2 separate regions of the Gossypium hirsutum genome follow, and region 2 is linked to region 1. The links are chromatin contacts, called in public Hi-C maps. All regions are on one chromosome and are shown on one strand. The core of a region is the stretch at or near the end of the contact, and the rest is flanking DNA. Distances in the headings are between cores, read along the strand shown.

Evidence for each region. A called contact is a pair of places that touch in the nucleus more often than the background predicts.
Region 2: a Hi-C map of leaf shows a contact between it and region 1, with 1.8 times the contacts expected there. The contact joins the promoter of LOC107888773 here to the promoter of LOC107888770 in region 1. A contact is called at or near these places in 2 of 34 Hi-C or Micro-C datasets (both in leaf).

What each region holds. Positions count from the first base shown.
Region 1 is chrA09:45,688,902-45,692,609 of Gossypium_hirsutum_v2.1, forward strand. It overlaps LOC107888770, which reads right to left and starts at 2,250. Exons shown (of 10, transcript XM_016812972.2): 1 at 1,864-2,250; 2 at 825-920; 3 at 283-367. The coding sequence starts at 1,965.
Region 2 is chrA09:45,848,787-45,852,576 of Gossypium_hirsutum_v2.1, forward strand. LOC107888773 (LEAF RUST 10 DISEASE-RESISTANCE LOCUS RECEPTOR-LIKE PROTEIN KINASE-like 1.2) reads left to right here and starts at 1,773. Exons shown (of 3, transcript XM_041077664.1): 1 at 1,773-2,765. The coding sequence starts at 2,279.

The DNA of each region.
Region 1 (3,708 bases), core at 1,000-3,499:
GAGTTGCTAAAAATTACCAATTGCAATTAGTTTATAGGTAACCAATGACAAAAACAAATAGAGAAAATAATACTCCAACCAAACGTAACACAAAGGTTTTAAATAAATTTACATGCACAACAGCATGCACCAACATGTTAATAAATGGATGAGTAAGACAATTCACCAAAGCAAAATACCAAAAGGCTGTAGTTCAACTAAATCTCGACATAATTATGCATTTATAAAGGTGTGGGTCTGTATCTGTTGTGTAAGCAAGCAGTAAAGGAATTAAGAAGGTACATCCAGCCGGCAATATTAGCCAGTATATGCCACCACGTGTTTGAGTTGTTCCACCTTCATCTGCATGAACCTGGATCCCTTCCACCTGGATATCAATTCCTTAGAAATTAGATTATACATAGAAGAGGACACTTCAAGGTTATGCTATCAATAAAGCACTTCAAGATGCACCAAATAAGTAGTTTAGATAGAACTGTGGTTACACTTAGAAATGGAACTGATGGACCTATAATCTGTTAAGCACTGATCCTAAGTGCAGCGCGTACGAGTTATATTACCATTATCATTTTACTAATCCTGTCTTCAGAAAGCTAAAAGGAACTAGCTGTCCTATTAAATCAAACCATTATATGAAAACATGAGAAAAAGCTTAGCTTGTCTTGTCATGTTTCCTCTACCTCATTCAAATTTATCTCTGTCTAATCTTCTAGAGTCATTATAGTGCTACATTGCCATCCAAAGCATTTATCTAACAGTCATAAAAAAAAAATGTTAAAAGTAAATTCTCAAGACGGCATGTAGGAGTAGAGAGAAATACTTACATGACCACATGTGAGTTTACAAGCAATAGCATGGCTAGCCTCGTGAAGGAATACAGTTACAAGCTTGAAAGGTCTCAATAGTATCGTCCTCCACAGCTACGAAGATCAAATAAAAAATTTAATGCTCCCTTTGGGAACATGGTATTGGAAATTTGGATTTTATTTATTATGTAAATGGTAAGAATGAAATACATATATTATGGACAATTTAGTTGAGATTCAATATAATATATATTGGAAAAGTAAAAAGAATATAGAGTTGTTAAATCTAAAAATATTTTAAGAATTTCAAATTCGTTACTAAATAGACATCTAACACATCCATAGATTTCATAGTTTGCTACTCAATATACACTACTTCCAAAAATTCAAATCCAAATTCTAATAGCATTCAATAAGACATCTAATCAGCATAATAGTAATTTGCAATCAGAGTATAAAAGTCTTTCCACATGACTGAATTTCAGGTAAAAAATAATTACAAGATAATTTATATAGGTTCAATAAACCCTCTTTTGTCATAAACCAATAAAGTTCGATGAGTCAATTTCACATCTGAAATTGGCTCAGCTTTAGCACAAGTTGGAACAGGATGAACTGAAATCTATATTTTGTATCTAAATTACCAAGTTAGAAGCACCATACATTAAAATCAATATATTTTTGTTCTTGAAATTTATTCTTTTTCCTAAATGAAATCTAATCGTTGAACCCCAAAAAGAAAAAAAGTGAAATCTAATCCCTTAACCCTAAATTATAGCCTTCCTTTTGTACAGAGGATGCAGCAATCTAAGGATAGGGAAGGGGTTTTAGGCATTGAAGTACGAACCCCAGACACATTGACTCCAATTACCAGAAGCAGGCTTAGCTTTAAACAAATCCAACATTCAAATTAAATGCAACCAACAAATAAATACCCATCTGCTTTTAGTAATGTACTAAGTAAACCACTAACAACTTTACTTCAAATCACCCAATGTTTCCTACTTTTAAGTAGAGCAAATTAACCCAAGAGATTTGGAAAAAGGGTAGAGAGTACCGCAAGTATAACAACAGTGCAGACAGCTACAGTGACAAGAAAGACAACTTGTTCATGGTTACAGCAGTTTTTGAGTTCCCAGTTGGGATTGAGCTTCACCATCTCTTCGTTACTCAGAAATGAGAATGACCCAACAACTGCTAACAACTTCCTAAGTTTGAATCTTGTTGTTTCAGCCTTTCAGGCAAAGAAATGGAGAGAGAGAGTTGCTTTGATCTTCTCTTCTCAAAGAAGGTATGTTTGGTCAACAGTTGTCAGCAATTGGCTTCCAAGTTTTTTAAATTTTGATTCATTCATTTCAACGCAATTATTAATGGTGTGGTGGTCACTCTTGAGAATGAATATGTAAAAACTAGAAAGCCTCCGATTCGGTTACTTATTCTATTGATCCTACAAAAAAGTTGTAATTTTATGTTTTATTTTTCTTTTAAACTATTATTTACTCACTTTGCGGAAAGAACTCTTTGTTTGGTCACTTTGCTTACTGGTGGATAAAATGTTTATAATTTTATCTTTTTAAAAAATATCTCACTAAAGTGAAATTTTTAGGTTAAAGGATTGAAAAGTTATAATCATTCAAGTTTGAGGAGACTTCTATTTTTATTTTTTTTATTATAAATTTTGTCACTTTAGTTATCTTAATTTTAGATTTGTTGATATTGGGATTGCCTTGGTTGATGATAATTTAACGAGTGGGTAAAGACTTGTAGAGCTTACTATGAGTGCTAGGGTGGAGGACAAGTGGTTGAGAAAGAGAGGAGAGAGAGAGAGATTCTTTAGCCCTAGAAATCTTATAAAGGAAACCATCGGTCCTTCTCAAGGTGTCATATGTCATTTTCTTATTGGTATTGTATTCCCTAAGGCTTAGTTGACTTATTAACATCAATTTCTTTTAGGTGTGGGTTGTCAGGTTAGGACAATAAGTAAACACGATATACAAATGATAAGTATAATGCCTCTGTCAAAGGTGTGGTACCCATAGTGGGTGCTCACCTTACCGTGGGTTTGCGAGATGGAGGATCTCAAAAGGATTTTGTTCTCGTAGGCAACCCTAGCTCGTGAAGTATCTCGTGAGGTTGAAGTGTTGTGCTGCGAGCTTGTGAGGTGTTGGCATAACAATTGCCCTTAAGTAGAAAGGAATGTTATACAGTGGCCTTGCCTAAAACGTGATTATGTGGGACCTATGTCTTACCCTTATAGATGTGGTCTTGGTTGATGCAATTGTCACGGGCTGCGGATCAAAGCTCGTGACCATTGCCCACAGAACATCCCATAGAGGTCAACTTACTAAATGGGGCTCATTTGACCCACTTGGACTGGCTTGATTCATGGAACCCATGGAGAAGCCCATCTACTTGAAATTTTGGTGACGCAGTGAAAAACTCGAGTAAAACTAGAGTTACTAGAGTAAATAATGTAAATCCCAAGGGATAAAGATGTATAGAGTTTAAATCCCTTAGGACTTTTAATTGTAGATAGGCTCTAATCTCAACTGCCGATGCAACTCAATTTGTACCGTTGGATCTGGGCGAGCTCAACTATAAATAGATGCCTCCTCTTTCATTTTTATTAATCCCATTGAATCCCATTATTCTTCATTCTTTCAGAGTTAAAGAATATATTGAGAACATTTACTCAAGGATCTTGAGTGCATCACTTTCTTATGACTTTTCAATTGTCTCATTGCTTTTTCGTTTCGAGTTGCTTTCGCTGTACTTTTTGTTGCCTTAGAGAATTTTTGGGAGAATTCTCATCTTTCGAGAGCTAAGCTAACTTAGGTAGATTTGCAATAAAGAAATTACCTAAGGTCGCGTGGTTTGCTAAACTAAAGTTCTAGCCCAGTGA
Region 2 (3,790 bases), core at 523-3,022, 160 kb after region 1:
CAATTGAGTCTGTTTTTTTTAAATAATAGTTTATGTGTTTTATTCTTTATAATATATTCATTATTTATCGTTAAAAGAATTTGTTTTAACATTTTTATTTTTTTCGTTTGATCTCGCATTGTTTTAGTGTTTTTGTTACTTACTTTTATATATTTTTATATTATTTTTCAAGTTTACTTATTTTAGATTCTTTTTTTATATATTTCTATACTTTAAAGATTTATGTGATATTTAATTTAAATATTCTTATACATTTTATATATTTACACATAATTTAGCTTAAAATTATTTTCTTATTCTATGTATATATTATTGATGATATACTATCTTACATATATGTTTTCTTTAAAAATCTATTTATATATAATTTATTTCCTATAAATACTCTATTTTATCATATATTTTTGTTTATTTCAAATACTTTTATACATTTGTATTTTCATGTATCAATTATTTATATTGAGTTTTTATTTTACGTATATTATTTATGTAGATTGACGTATGTATTATTTTGTATATTACTTACCTTATAATATTTATTTTAAAATTTATTTGTATATTACTATTTAATATATTATTTATTTTTATCTTTTTACCTATTTTAAACTTTTATATCTATTACTTGTTTTAAAATTTTTTGTACTGTTTGTATAGTGATGTTTTCAAATTTTCTTTTATTCATATTATTTTATTTTAAAATTTGTTATATTTCATTTGTATAATTTGCTTGGAATTTCTTTTAAATTGGCTTTTAATTCATTAGCCTTCAGTTATTAATATTAGTATTTGTATAGTATATGATGGGTTGTCATTATATGTACCCTAATTTGTTCCTTTGTGTTTTTTTTTTATTTTTTATCATTCATGTAATATTATTGCTAGGTATTTTTATTTCATGCTCAATACTATGCTTGTATGTTTCTTATTATTACATTAGGTTTTGAATTCCAATTTTCGCCCAATATCGATTGCCTTCTATCCTTAAGTAAACTAAACGAATATATTTTGAGCCAGTTTTATAATTGCTTATTCGAAAACTTCTCAAAATAAAGCAATATTTCGTGTTTGGAAATTCGAGAAATCGTACCCTAACGAGTTGGGTTTCGATTTTCTGCTTGACCAAATAACTAAGTATCCTTTTAAAATTTCGTCTGTGCTTTCTTAAATTAAAAAAACACGACAATATTTTGTGTTTGAAAATTCGGAAAATAGTGCCCCAACGTGCTGGGTGTTGATTTTTTATTTGACCAAATAATTGAATATCCTTTTTGTTTTTGAGGAATGAGTTTTGTAAACCATGAGATGATCTTGGTTTCGAGGGTTTAAAATGTCGTATCCTAACATATTGGATGTGATATTTTGTTCTTTCGGAAAAAGAGAATCTTAAAATCCAAATCGAGTTGTTCGCGCATTTTTAAAGGGATCATATTTTAACATTTTTTCAAATTTTTAACGTTAGGACATTAATTAATCAATTGGTATCAATTTTGGGCGTGACGAGGGTGCTAATCCTTCATTGTATGTAATCAACTCCTGAACCTATTTTCTATTATTTCATAGGCCAAAATTAATATTTTAAATAAAACAAAGTGTTTTATAAGTTGATCCAATCACACTCAAACAAAAAGATTGGTAACAACTTTATTTTTATTTTTAAAATCCACTCATATTTTTCAAAAATAAAAAATGGTTTCGTAAATTAAGATTGTAATTTTATTAGAAGAAATGTTTGCTTTATTAATATATTGTATCAGTTCCGACTCTCCCACCTTAAAAATTTCTAGACAAAAAGAAAATGGGAATTGCTCAGCCGTCTCTATCATCTATCACTCCTCCGAGATGCTTTTGCCTTTGTTTGTCAATACAAGCAGCCCTACCCCATGCCCCTGTTTCTATCATATTACCCAATGCTGCTAATTTGCTCCTCTCTTTCAATATGGTTTCTTTATCATTCTTTACTTGCCAATAATTCATCCTTCATTTCTCCACTTGTTCTCACTCTCATCATCTTCCATTAATGGACACCTATCTCTTCTTCTTCATCTTACTTGTTCTCCCCGTAGCTTATTCCGATGACCACGGCCTGTTCTTGGAATGCAATTAGACATTCAATTGTGGTACTTTACAAGGCATCGGATACCCTTTCTGGAGCCCTCCTCTGCGCCCTAGTTACTGCGGTCATCACGGGTTCGAGCTCATTTGCCAACAAAATCAGTCCCCTGTCATCACCATTAAAACCCAGAGATTTCATGTATTGAACATCAGTCGTCCTCCCCTGATGACCATTGCACCTGTTGATACCTGGGAAGATCCTTGTCCTCAACAATTCCATAACATCTCATTAAACCACAACCTCTTTGATTTTGCTGCAACCATTCGAAATCTCACTATATTCTACGGCTGCCCTCTTGAAGATGATATACCTTTCCAACATAGATTTAATTGCGGTACTACTACATCCAACGGCAACACCTATGCCTATTACCTGGATGAATCATTGTCCAGACTTCACCGTTCGGAGCTCACGGATTGTGACACCAGTATCATAGTTCCGGTTAATCAAAGCGAATTTGATGAACTCTGGAATGAACCTGACAATATAGTGGGTGCTTGGAATAAAGGGTTTGAAGTAATGTATCAAAAGGACATGATTTCATGTTTGGCATGCAGGAATTCAGGTGGAGTATGTGGATCTAATAGTTCATCGCTTGATTTCTTATGCTTTTGCCCCGACCACCCTTGCTCTAAATCCTGTGTGGTTTCTGGTATGTTTGCTTCTTCTTAAACTATTTATCTATTCAACTATTTAGAGAAGCATAGCAAAGTTCATTAACTGCTTGATATAATGATTTTCTATCTTGGCACTTGCAATGGGTTATTAGTATTGCTTGAGGTAATGTTTTTCTTCTCGTGGAGGCTCGCATAAACCCATTTGAAAGCTCTACTCCTCTTGTCTTTAGTTTGATTGTAAGACGTAATATGATGATATAATAGGAAGCCTCCATTATACAGCTGGTTTCTAATCTCCAGGGATGACATTTCTCGTCTTAGAATTACTGCATCGCGTTTATCAATCCACCATAGCCTAGGTCAAAGTCAACAACAGCCATCGCTATGCCTTCCTTTCTCTTCCATGGAAAAGTCCTACATTTACGTATTGATATACAAAAAAAGATAACACGTCGTCTACTTTTATTACTTTAATCAACAAACATATATATCGTATACCAATTCATGTCTCTTCAAAAACTTCAAGAATGCATTATCAACTGTGCCTTTCAACTCTTGCCATTTCCATCTTCACCTTCTTCTTAACCATCTTCTTCCTTATCCCACTATTATATAGCCAAGATGATGAAAATTTTGCCCAATGCTTTGATGCTTTTAGCTGTGGAGACATACACAACCTCATGTTTCCTTTTTCCAAGGATGATAGGCCTCAACTCTGTCACCAAGATGGCTTCGTGTTGAGCAAATGTGAGGATCCCCAGCCTATCATACATATTGGTGGGAACGAATACCGACTCATGTACTTAAAACACTCCACTTTTACAATGAGTATTGTTAGAAACGATTTATGGGAAAGAGTTGTCTTCCAAATCCCATCAATATCACCATAAATGACTCTTTCTTAACCCATCCTCCAACAAATCGACACCGTACTTTGTTTTACAATTGCTCCAACGTACCCCAACGTCCTATTATATTTCCGTGCTCCCCTGAGTTACTTTCTTTTTATGCGGATGATTTAAGTGAAAGGGATACTTATAGAGACTTTAGCAACTCTTGT